Regions from separate parts of the Mus musculus genome. Here all the other regions are linked to region 2. Evidence: chromatin contacts called from public HiChIP or PLAC-seq, Micro-C and promoter capture Hi-C data. All regions are on one chromosome and are shown on one strand. Each heading gives the region's core, a stretch centred on a gene start, on an enhancer-like site or on the middle of the called end of the contact. The rest is flanking DNA. Distances are from core to core; before and after follow the strand shown. Region 1 holds the start of Ccdc85c (coiled-coil domain containing 85C). Region 2 holds the start of Yy1 (YY1 transcription factor). Region 3 has its middle 52 kb from the start of Dlk1. Region 4 holds the start of Rtl1 (retrotransposon Gaglike 1).

Region 1 (2,952 bases), core at 182-2,681, 520 kb before region 2:
GCAGTCGTGGGTGCTAAGTGAGTTTGAGGGACTCCAACCAGAAGGGAAAATTCACTTGCTTTAGCTTAGGGGCCTTTCATAGTCTTCCAAGAAAAACTCTCCTCTGCCCTCAAGTGTTTTCAGGGTAGGATGAGAGACACCCCTCGACAGCCCCAGAGTGCCAGCTGGTAACACAAAAAGCTGCGGAGGAGAAACTTTTTTCTGCGGCATCAGCTAGACAGGGACACCACCACGCCGAATGCTCCATTTGCTATGCCAGCTGCGGAAGGGTCTGAAGGTGCGACCCCACCCCCACCCCGCACCTGTGAGGTCTCCAGAAACTACTACTGCTTCACGACAGACACCCATGGGCTTCCGATCCCGGCGAGATGCTTACCGTGCAGGCCGTTAGGGATGCTTCGGTGGTGCGGCGGCGCTGACAGGTCATCCAGAGACCGGCGCGTGGCTCCGGCCTTGCCGTCCGGAACCTTGTGCGGCCCCGGGGGCAGCAGAGCCGCTGGGACGTGGTGGTGGTGGTCCGGGCTGCCGCCGCTGCCCGCACTGGACGTGCTGCTGCCGTCGCCAACGTCGCGGGCCCCCGAGCCCGCTGCGCTCCCCGCCAGGGGCCCGCTCAGGCTGGCCTGGCTGTCGATGGAGCTGCGGGAGCCCGCGCCGCCGCCGCCGCCGCCAGCGCCCCCCGCCGCCGCCAGCGCCGCGCGCTCCTCGTCCAGCAACAGCACCAGCTCTTTCAGCTCCAGGTTCTCGCGCAGCAGGGCCTCCTGGCGCGCCTCGAGCTCCCGTAGCTTCTGCTGCGAGCGGGCCACCTCGTGCCACACGGCGCCGGCCGCGTGGCGTCCGAAGCGCTGCCACTCGCGCGCCAGCTTGCGCCCTTTCTGCCGGTCGTCGTCCAGGAAACAGCAGAGCTCACGCAGCTCCTGATTGTCGTCCTGCAGCCGCTGGTTCACGTCCTTGAGGCCGCGGATCTCCAGCAGGTGCTGCTGCAGCCGCCGGTTCACGTCGCGCATCAGGCCGCCGTGCTCCAGCATGAGGCCCACCTTCTCGCCCTCGGCGCGCCGCAGCCGCCGCGCCAGCTCCTCCTTGCTCCAGCGCAGCAGTTCCTCGTCCGGGACCTGGCTCAGCTCCTCCGACGCCGCCGCTGCAGCCGCCGCCGCCACCGCCGGGGGCTTCGCCATGGCGGGGCCGTCACCGCGGCATCGCCCTCGCCCGCGCCGGGCCGGCGCTCCCCGCGCCGGGGCTTCTCTGGGCTCGGCCACGCGCGCGCGGGGGGCGGCTGGGGACGCGTGCGGCCCGCCCTTCGCCGCCTCGCGCTCCCTCCCGCGGCCCCCTCTGGGGTCACCCGAGAGCCCGCGCACGCCTCAGGACTGAGGAACCGGGACCGTGGCTGCGTCGGCGGCCGCGGTGCCCCGGCTCTCCGAGCTCGGGCGCAGCAGGCGGAGGCCCGCCCCCGGCCCCGCTCCCGGAGCCCCAGCTGCCCCGCCCACCCCGGGCGGAGAGGGGGCGGGGCGCCGCCGTTGGGCCACGCCTCCGAAAGGGAGGCGGTCAGAGGAGTGGCAGGCCCCCGAGGTCCCCCTACGCGGTGCGCCGGCCCGCCGGGCGCCCTGCCAGAGGCGCGCTCGAGCCACGGTCCCGCCCTCCCACAGGTCTGATTGGCCAGGTTCGGGGGTGTGCGGGAGGGGCGGGGCGCGCGCGGGGAGGCTGAAAAGATGGTATCTTCCAACCGCGGGGCCTTGCACCCTCCTCCCCCCCACACTCCCGGTTCAAGTTTCTTCGCCCGGAGGACGCGGCCTGGGCCAATCCCAGGACTACAAGGGGTTTTAAAATGCAGGTAGGGCTAGGGGGTGGCGGGGACCGGTGGGAAAGGTAGGGCAGGGCTTCCCTTAAAGGCGACGCGCGAATTTACGCGTCCCTTATCCGGCCAGCGTCCCTGACCCTCCCTTTCTCACCCTTAATAAACAGATGCCCACCCGGCGAGCACAGCTCTCTCCCTCCCTCCCTCCCTCTCGGGGGCACCAGAGTTCGGTACAGTCCGAGAGAGGAGGAACAATAGGACCCTGACATGGGGGGTCGGGCAGGGCTGGTCTTTGTCCCTTTCCGGGCCACCGACCAGAGCCACCTGGGTCCCTGCCTAATATTGCAGCGGGGCTGTCTTCCCACCCCTAGCCCAAGACCGTGGAGCCTTGCCAGCCTTATCTCAGGGCCAGATCTCTCTCCCTTCTTCCCCTGACGTGGTGGGAGCCGAGGACCTGCCCTTTTCCCAGAGCAGTTCTCCGAGCCCTTCCCTTCCGCGCACTACACCGCTAAATCCCTGGGATTGGAAGAACATGCAGTTCGCTAGGTGGAAACCCCTGAGAAAGGCGAGGGAAGGTCTTCCACCCTGGCCAGATAGCTGGGGTCCATAGGTACTCAGCGACCGCAGAACCTTCTTCCCTCGCCCCGCATCGCTGCGGAGCATACGGATCTTCCCACACCTATAAATCCCGTCCCCTAAGCGCATTTAACAGCGCTTCTGCAGCCAGCGGGCCGAGGGAAGGATGCGTTTCCCCTGGACCTACAAGGAGATAACCCACTCTGCGCGCGCACAAACCGGGGTAAGCTACCCGGGCCTGGAGCGCGTGCCCGCGCAGCAGCTGACATCCCCCTTTTACAGTTACTCAGCCGTTTACTAAACCACCTCATGTGCCCTCTTACACCTTCCCCATCCCGGGGGAATTCTACCGGGACAAGAGGCCACTGCTCTCTGAGGGCACTTGGCATTCTTGGGAGGAGGGAGAGAGTACAACGTGAGAAGAATCGGTGAGGCTGTCTGCAGCGCTATGCGGGGAATTCAATTGCCTTAGATCTGTGTTCTGGGAGGGACCTAGGAGCTAGGACCTAAACCTGAGTGACAAGGACAAAGGTAAGCCTGGAGGCCGGACAGGTGAAAGGAACAGCAAGTGGAATGGCCTTAGGGTT
Region 2 (3,035 bases), core at 90-2,589:
GATGATTTGAACAAGGAAAACCTAAGCTGTTACTTATAATAGGGAAATCACAAAAGACATGGAATTTTCAAAGAGCTAAATGCAAAGACTATTTAAAAGGAATATTTTTAAATAGTCCTTTTCGGCAAAAGGAATGTTTATGAGCGAGGAATAGGCGAAGCCTGTGTCAAGTTATTCAAAGATAGAAGGGAGTTTTCAGAAAGCTACAATAGTGGAGTCGCTCGACAGGAGCAGCCAGACCCTTCGTTCCAACAGGCACCCAACGGCTGGGTCTCCGGTTTCCGCGGGTCATAAAAGAATAACGGACACACTTCCAACGGTGAACCCTAGGCTGCGCGCGCCGCTTCCGCTTGCCGCGGTCGCCTTCGCGCGCCGCCCACCGGCACGCGACCAAAGAGCCCGTGGCAGCACACGGTCGGCTACGCCGTCCGTGCCGCTACCGCACGAGACCCCGAGTAACGAGTAAAGGCAAAACGAACGGGAAACCAAAAATCAAGCACAGGCGTTTCTCGTCAGAGCAGACTTTATTGCGGCCACGCGGCCGCCGGTCGCACGCCCCGCCGGCAGCACGCCAGCCCCAGGCGCGCGCCCCCCTTCACCCCAGCTCGTTACCGTGCGCCTGGGTCGCGCGGAAAGTTCGCCGGCTCCCGAGGCGTAAGGCGCAGCGCCGACGCCCCACTCCTGTCAGCGACTGGGGCCCCGGAGCGGCACTTTTGTCACTGTTGCACCGCGGACGCCGGGGTTCGCGCGACGCCGAGCGCCGTAAGGCGACGGCGGCGCGGAGCTGACGTCACGCGCCGGGGGGGCCAGCCAGCGCGCGTGCGGGCCGCCACGCCCCCTACCCCAGCGGGGGCCCCCCCAATCGGGAGGACCCTGGTTGGGAGTAGGCGGGGCCCCGGCGCCTCGAGGGGCCCTGCGATTGGTAGCGAGGGAGGAGCGAGAGCCGGAACAGCGAGTGGGGAATCGGGGACGGGGCGGGGCCGAGAGCCCCGCGGAAGTCTCGCGAGGCCGAGCCGGAGCAGAGTGTGGCGGCGGCGGCGGCGGCGAGATCTGGGCTCGGGGTTGAGGAGTTGGTATTTGTGTGGAAGGAGGCGGAGGCGCAGGAGGCAGGGGGCAGCGTAACGCCGGCCCGGAGGGCGGGAGGAGGCGCGGCCACAGCCAGGGCAGGCAGCCGAGGCGAGGCGAAGGCAGGCGGGGAAGCAGGACAGGCAGCGGCCGAGCGAGCGAGCGAGCCAGCGCGGGGCGCACCGATCTCGGGAGGCGGGGAAGCCCCGCGGCCGCCGCGCCCGCCCCTTCCCCCGCCGCCCGCCCCCTCTCCCCCCGCCCGCCCGCTGCCTTCCTCCCTCTGCCTTCCTTCCCCACGGCCGGCCGCCTCCTCGCCCGCCCGCCCTCCCTCCCGCAGCCCAGGAGCCGAGGCCGCCTGCCGCGGCGGCCGTGGCGGCGGAGCCCTCAGCCATGGCCTCGGGCGACACCCTCTACATCGCCACGGACGGCTCGGAGATGCCGGCCGAGATCGTGGAGCTGCATGAGATCGAGGTGGAGACCATCCCGGTGGAGACCATCGAGACCACGGTGGTGGGCGAGGAGGAGGAGGAGGACGACGACGACGAGGACGGCGGCGGCGGCGACCACGGCGGCGGCGGGGGCGGCCACGGGCACGCCGGCCACCACCATCACCACCACCACCACCACCACCACCACCCGCCCATGATCGCGCTGCAGCCGCTGGTGACGGACGACCCGACCCAAGTGCACCACCACCAGGAGGTGATCCTGGTGCAGACGCGCGAGGAGGTGGTCGGCGGGGACGACTCGGACGGGCTGCGCGCCGAGGACGGCTTCGAGGACCAGATCCTCATCCCGGTGCCCGCGCCGGCCGGCGGCGACGACGACTACATAGAGCAGACGCTGGTCACCGTGGCGGCGGCCGGCAAGAGCGGCGGCGGGGCCTCGTCGGGCGGCGGTCGCGTGAAGAAGGGCGGCGGCAAGAAGAGCGGCAAGAAGAGTTACCTGGGCGGCGGGGCCGGCGCGGCGGGCGGCGGCGGCGCCGACCCGGGGAATAAGAAGTGGGAGCAGAAGCAGGTGCAGATCAAGACCCTGGAGGGCGAGTTCTCGGTCACCATGTGGTCCTCGGGTGAGTGCAGGCGGCGCGCCGCCGCTCGGGATGTTTTTGTTTTGAAGGGAAGCCATGTTTTATGTGTGTGATGGGCGCCGCCATCTTCTCCGCCCGGGCAAGTATGGCGGCCCCAAAAGATGGCGGGGGCGGCGGGCCGCGAAGATGGCGGCGCGGGGGAGGGGCGGCGCCCGGCTAGGCCGCAATGGCGTAGTTTGTGCGAGCGGAAGCGGGCTGGGGCGGCGGGCGGGGAGGGAGGGGCCAGCGCCCCTCCACGCCCGAGCCAACGGACGTGCGGCGGGGCCGGTTGAGGGCGCCGCCCCGCGCCGGACCACCCGCCGGGCGTTGACAGGGCCGTGGCGCAGGGCGGACGCGCGCCGCTCCCCCGCCGTCCCCCGGGGGCTGTCGGGGCCCCGCCCCGCTCGGCTCCGCTCAGCTCGGCCCCCTCGGACGCGAAGCGTCTCCCCGAAGCCCTTCCCGGAGCGGGCGGCGCATAGCCCCGCCGCAGCTGCCCCGCGGTCACGCTGGCCCAGGCCGTCGCCGCTGCGGGGCGGGACTTGGGTGGCACGTAGGGCGCTCGTGTGCGGGTTCGGCGGCCGTTGGAACCTGTCACCCGCGCTGCCAACGCGCTCCTCGCCTGATCGACCTAGAACGGGAGTTAGGGGAAGGAAGAGCCACAGCATTTCAGCGGCCTTTACGCGTTGTGAATTTTGTTTTTTAAGTCGTGGGCCCTATGCAGACAGACTGGGCTGGTTTACACAGCTTAGGATATTTGCCAACAAACTAATAAAAATCGCTTAGTTATCAGTATCTCTGGTCTTGTTTTCCCCCACGAAAAGAATAAAAAAAGTGGATAATTTGTTTTACTGATTTAATACGCCTTTTAGCGAAAGTCAGGAAGCCTGTGTAGGGCACCGAAGAG
Region 3 (2,941 bases), core at 157-2,656, 610 kb after region 2:
ATCTCCACTGTAAGCCCTAGCCATGGTGGAGACATTTCCCATTTCTTTCTACTGGGATTCAATTTTCTAAGGATTAGTATATGGGGTTCTGTGGGGGAAATGTGTGGGTTCTGTGCTTGTCCTGGTACCCATCCCAAGAAAGCAAAAACCTTCCCGGTCGCTAGGCTCAAGGTATAGGCCTTGCCAGCCTCCAACTGTCAATACTGCCCCCGTGTCTTTAAAAAGCAGCTCGTGAGGTCTGCCTGGTGAGATGGCTCAGTGGGTAGTTTCTTGCTTCCAAACTTCATGACTTGAGTTCCAGACCCGGGACCCACATGGTAGAGGGAACAAACTGACTCCTGAAAGGTGGCCTCTGACCTTCACATCTGTGCCATGGCAGTACCCCATCCTCACACACAAATTAAATAAATAAGTGTAGTAAAAATGTTTAAAGCCTGTGAAATGTTTAAAGCCAGCATGATGGCCATGAGTCACACCGGGCTATGATGCGCTTGAAACGTAGTTGGTTTCGGAATGAAATGCGCCGTGACAGCCACACATCGGAGTTCAGAGATGCAAGTGGTGAGGGATATAAGCTGTCTCGTTCACATTTCATATTCATCCTGATTGTGTGCTGAGACGGCGATGGTTTGCCTTCGATGAATGAAATATGTTGTTAAAATGATTTCATCTGCTCATTTTACTTTTTAAAACATTTCAAGTGCCTTCTGGGACTTGCCTTTTAATTCCTCGGGACTGCATTTTTCTGGAAGGGAAATGCTAGGCAGAAGCCACTTCTTGGTGGTGAGATTACAAAGACCCCCCACCCCCTTTTGTTTATAATTTCCTAAACTTTGCAGTGATCTCAACGCTAGCCTTGCTTGATACACAGAAAGGCGCAGGAAAGTATTACGACTGAGCCTCAGAGCTTGCTGGCCACACAGACAGGCTAATCAGCCACCCTGAGGAGACTGTCAAGCAAGAGCAGGAAAATGAAAGAGGGGGGCTTTGAGGGAAACTGGGGTGACAGCTGGGCCTCAAGGCTCAAGAGCACAGAGGAATGGCAGACAGGGCCCCAATGAGGACCACGAGGAAGTCTTTCTAGCACGGTTTGGGTCCGGCACAGGAACCTTTCCAATACACGACAGGAAGCTCTTCGCTTCCAGCCAGGACGCAGAACAACCTGTGCAGCAAGCCCTTCATGTCTCTCTGAGGAAAGACGATTGTTCTAAAGTGAGCTTGAGTTTGAGGGGCCCACCTCCCAGGCTACAAGATACTCAGGTAGCCAGAACACCCTTAGAGCCAACATGCCAGGAGTCAATTATCATGTCCCTCGGTTCTAACCCTAAGAGAAGGGACCGTCATGTCACAGATGAACAAGTGTGGTGCGGGGGTCCGTTACTTTGCTCTGGCCACAGTGGTCCTCAGTGGTGTGAACTTACCTGTTCCAGCCACCAGAGGCGCTGTGGGAGGCAACCTCAGGCATGGAACCCAGCGGGAGAAGAGAAAAACAAGATTCATGTTTCATAAGAGGGGGGAAAAAAAAAACAGTGACGTTGGTTTTATGTTTTATTTAACCTGATCTACCCAAACCGTAGAATTCTGACATCAAATCAGCATAAAATGTATGTACAAGAACCCAGGTTCTTTCATGATAGGCTCTGCTTCTTTTGAAATCCAGCCTGCTCTATGTTTATTTAAATCTCGACAGATTAAGTACACTGTGTGTTCAACAGTCACACACAACTCATGACTACAGAATCAGACAGTGATGTCCTAGAATCTACACATGTAAAGAACTAGTCTCTAGTGACAGCAGGGTCTACCTGGCCAAGGCCGTGGTGCTGGAGGCAGGAGTCTGAGGCTATCTTCTCTGGGTTCTCTGAGGAGGCGCTCCAGTACTGACTAGCCCTGCCTTCCTCCACACATAACAGGAAGAAAGGATCAGGCCTGTCCCCTGACAGTGGACTGAGAGTGAATTGAATAAGGCTCGATGGTCCCTGGGGGTGGCAAGCTCCTTCAGCCTCGGCTTGCCTGGGATTTTAGTGTCTTCATTGGGCTGGCATTATGTGTCACGAATCCTGGGTCATGAGGCCACATCCTGTGCCTCTCTGAATCCAGATGAGCCACTTTTGCTTCTGTGTGTTTCCGTTCTCCAACCCAGAGACAGTAAGTATAAACCCCCTACTTAGTGAAGGCGCTGGTTGTTGGAAGAGGCGCACAGTAGGGACAGGACAGGAAGCAGCACCTCTCATTTTTCTTGCTCTCACCCCAGTGTCGCCCCCCCCCCTCCCGAAGTTTCCCCTCTACTCCAGGAACAGAGTCTGTTCTGGCCCGACTCCCTCTCAGGAGACAGATAAGGCCTACTGCGCATGACTGGGTCTCGGCAGCCGGAGGCCTCCTGCTGCTCGATAGCTGCAGGGCCCCTCAGCCGGCCTCTTCTTGCAAGGCCAAAGTTGGCTGGGTCCTCTGCACAAGAGCACAGCAGTGCCGTGTGAACAGGATGCATGTGGGGCCTCCATACCTATCGGGTGGTTGATGGCATGGTGACACATAGCTGACCCTCCTATGTTTGTTAATAACTTCTGTTCCCTATGGGAAGCTGGCTGGCCTCCAGCTGAGTACACAGCAGTGTTCACAGCCTATATGAGCTAACGCCTCTCCCAAGACACCTTGGGTTCTCTTCTGGGGAGGATTCCACATCAGCAACATTACATGGCAAGGCAGCGCCTTCAATTAGGGAATAGCTAGATGTTCCTAAGTATGATGGGGAAGTAATTCTCTGGCCAACAGAGTTTAATCAAAATGTTTTATGCAAGACGTATGCCTGACCCTGACAAATCGCCCCTCTCTTCCTGGAAATTAAACAAATATATTGTCAACGCGGCTTTCAATAGCACATAAACAGATGTGTGCTGTTGCAATTGCAAGCTATGGGGTTCCACTGGGACCCCCAAATGAG
Region 4 (2,852 bases), core at 267-2,766, 810 kb after region 2:
GCATGCGGCGAGAATTTGATTTCATAACAGAGCTATGTTATATCTATCAAACACAGAAAACTCACCATGTCACTCCGTTAGAATTGGATAAATCAAATTTTTAAACATGTGCAAAAACCTCATCACGTCTGAGCCTCTAAATAAATTCCAAACTTCTCTGCATAGTCCCCAACTCGGCCATGTAACTCCTCTAATTGAAACCTTTCCTTGGTGTCTACATTAATCATAGCTCCTTGGCTTGCCCTGAGAGTCAAACTTTGGCATTCTCTCCACATAGAAAGTCAGAGTGTTTGGGCACGATCTTAAATGTGTGCCTGTTCACTTTCCTAGTTATGATTTCTCGGTGTTTCTTGTTGCTTGTAATAATAAAGTCCAAAGCTGTTAGCCATAAAATATGTTTTATCATTCATTCTACAAGCTTATCTCCCACAAGCAAGCAATCTCACCATTAAGTTTTTTTTTTTTTTTAAAGCCTTTTGGCAGAAGCCCAAAGCCCTTAGTGTGATAGAAATTTTTGATTTCTCAAAATAAAGTCCAGATTTCTACCCCAGAAACTTAAATTGATTCACAAAACTCCCACTTAAAATCTTCTCCTACATTTCCAGTAACACTGAAACAACCCACTGTCTTTGCGTGACACCCTCGTTTGACTACTCCATTCTTCACGTCCAGCCTTACAAACTTCCTGCCCGCAACACAAAGCCCACGCGCTTTAGCACTCAGTGGAGCCTGGGGCAAGTATCGCTCCTGTGGAAAACATATAGGTGCTTCCCTGATTTGGGAAATTGAGAGCTTAAGTTGTTTTGCATGAAACATAAATTTTAAACTTTGTATAGCTTCCTTCCTCGTTTCTCCACAGGTGTTCCTGTTGAAAGACTTGAGTCTTTCCTAAGCCAAATTTGATTTTGCTGTTTTTCAATCAAAAAGTTTTTGCATTTTGTATTTTTTTAGTCTTCAGTTCACCCAACAGTCTTTTCTCTTTTTTTTTCTTTTTTGGCTTAGGTATCCTGCTTGGACCCTAAAGAACTTGAGACAGTACCACCGGGTAGCCACCATGCCACGAACATTAAGGATCTGCTGAGGGTACGAGCCCCCCTGTCGCAAGAGAAGGGAAGTGCTACACCAGGTAGGTGGCCCAGCTCAGGGGTCTGCCCCTCTGAGTGGACTTGGGACATGTTGGAATGCTGTCTTCCCTCTCTGATGTCTTATTTTACAATCACCTCAACTTCCCTTGCCTCCTCTACCGAAGCCCATTCTGCTTGCCTCTAGGTCATGCAGACGAGACACTTGTCCGTCTTTCAGATGTGTCTCAATGTATGTTCTCAAACCTTACATAATATCTTTTTGAAAATGTCTATAAAAATCTAGACCTAGTGCCTAGGGTGGGAATGTACCCTTTGGGTCTTTCTCAGACCCTCTGCCCCACAACATTGAAGACAGACACCCCAGTCTCACCACTGTTAGCGCCTGCCCGAGAGCGAGACTTGGTCACGTTAGCTCCTTGATTGCCTCTGAGCAAGTGGCCCATGGTGTCAGGGCTGCCACGGAGCATCTATGAAGGGTTCAGTGGGGGGGGGGCAGGGGGGGCAAATCCCTCAGCGAATACCTTTCCCTGTACAGTAAAGGAAATCTGATTTTAAAAATAGAGCTTGGGAGAGGAGAGGAGAATGTATTTAGGAGCAGAGTTGAATGTTCAGCATGGGCTGGGGTGGGGTGGGGGTGTGAGGGTGGAGGAATTAGGGGAAAGGTGAGGACAGAGGAGAAGGACATGAGGCCCCTAAGAGCTCAGGAGGACAGTGAAGCCACGTAGAGGAGTTGAGGGCAGCCATGGCTCTCAAAGACCTTCTTTGCTATACCTGGGGTCTTGGCTGCAGGATGAAGACCCCTGTTACTTTGGATTTCTTTTATGAGTCATTCGGTGGCACTTAAGTGGTGCTTAAGCCTTCAGGCCTATAGAACTAAGTTTCCTCAGAATAAAGACTCTTTTTTTTTTTTTTTTTTTTTTTTGTCATTGCTCCACTGCCCTGGCCTTCTGGTGGTATGGATGGACATGGAGCACTAGAACAGGGGTAATTGTGCCAGGACAATAAGGGACACAAATTATGTTATTTACTTATTTTGTTTTTCACAAATGTCAGGGTCAAGATGTGCCCTTGGTGGGTGGAGCCCTAGGGTCCTTGTTGCATCTCCTAGTGGAGAAGAGTAGTTTTTGGTCCCTCTTCCTATTCAGCTTGCTGGATGGGCTAAGCCATACCCTCATCGGGGCTTCTTAAAAGGAGCTTGGGTCTAATGCTGTGGTTCCAGTGCCACTGGAGTCTGCAGGGCTACCCACTGGTCTTGCCCATTCCACCCTGGCTTGGGCATTTGAGAGGAGAGAGCCTTTATCTTTCTTTTCTGCATAGCCACATTGTTCTCCTTACTCTGTAGTCTGGATAAAAAGCCTCCATCATCAGGCCTTCATCCCTATGGTGGGGCAACTAAGCTCTTTTGAAGGGAGAATCCAATGACTCAGGATAGAGAGTGAATCAAAGTAAGTTGATGGGCATTTCTTGCACTATACCCTCAGCTTGTTGCATCCGGAGGCAGAGCTGTGCCCTTGACCCAGCAGCCTTGTGTCCTGGCTCCTTCATGTTTAACTGGAAGCATGGGGGTCAGCTCGGTCACTCTCCCAGAATAACTGTGGAGGGGTGGGGGGAGAGTATGCCACTCTGGGAGGGGCTGTGGGGCTGTGCAGGAGCACCAACCCCCCCTTCTTCTTTGGGTTGCCCAGTTGCATAGCCAATCAGCTGCTCCTGAGCCTAAACTTTCCTTTCAAGGCATGTGGGCAGAGATGAGCCTTGGATGGAGATGCA

Evidence for each region. Promoter capture Hi-C pulls out the DNA fragments that hold promoters and counts their contacts. A called contact is a pair of places that touch in the nucleus more often than the background predicts. HiChIP or PLAC-seq counts read pairs in DNA pulled down with a chosen protein or histone mark.
Region 1: a contact with region 2 is called in a Micro-C map of embryonic stem cells, with 5 times the contacts expected there. The contact joins the promoter of Ccdc85c here to the promoter of Yy1 in region 2. A contact is called at or near these places in 2 of 39 promoter capture datasets (liver and pre-B cells), 3 of 484 Hi-C or Micro-C datasets (all in embryonic stem cells) and 2 of 115 datasets of contacts at active chromatin or transcription factors (astrocytes and extraembryonic endoderm stem cells).
Region 3: an H3K4me3 HiChIP or PLAC-seq map of embryonic limb bud shows a contact between it and region 2, with 4 times the contacts expected there. The contact joins the enhancer-like site here to the promoter of Yy1 in region 2. A contact is called at or near these places in 3 of 39 promoter capture datasets (cranial neural crest, embryonic stem cells and pre-B cells), 3 of 484 Hi-C or Micro-C datasets (myocytes, uterus and ventricular fibroblasts) and 2 of 115 datasets of contacts at active chromatin or transcription factors (embryonic limb bud and embryonic stem cells).
Region 4: a promoter capture Hi-C map of hippocampal neurons shows a contact between it and region 2, with 4 times the contacts expected there. The contact joins the promoter of Rtl1 here to the promoter of Yy1 in region 2. A contact is called at or near these places in 3 of 39 promoter capture datasets (the 3T3-L1 cell line and hippocampal neurons).

Annotation. Positions count from the first base shown.
Region 1 is chr12:108,273,962-108,276,913 of GRCm38.p6, forward strand. It overlaps Ccdc85c (coiled-coil domain containing 85C), which reads right to left and starts at 1,432. Exons shown (of 6, transcript NM_001159910.2): 1 at 377-1,432. The coding sequence starts at 1,172.
Region 2 is chr12:108,791,958-108,794,992 of GRCm38.p6, forward strand. It overlaps Yy1 (YY1 transcription factor), which reads left to right and starts at 1,340. Exons shown (of 5, transcript NM_009537.4): 1 at 1,340-2,134. The coding sequence starts at 1,456.
Region 3 is chr12:109,399,950-109,402,890 of GRCm38.p6, forward strand. No RefSeq gene overlaps it. Among named protein-coding and RNA genes, the nearest start is that of Dlk1, 52 kb to the right of the region's middle. Within about 2 kb of position 1,407, at least 54 of the 459 cell types and tissues checked have an H3K27ac peak or open chromatin away from gene starts, as enhancers often do.
Region 4 is chr12:109,598,814-109,601,665 of GRCm38.p6, forward strand. It overlaps Rtl1 (retrotransposon Gaglike 1), which reads right to left and starts at 1,517. Exons shown (of 2, transcript NM_184109.2): 1 at 1,456-1,517.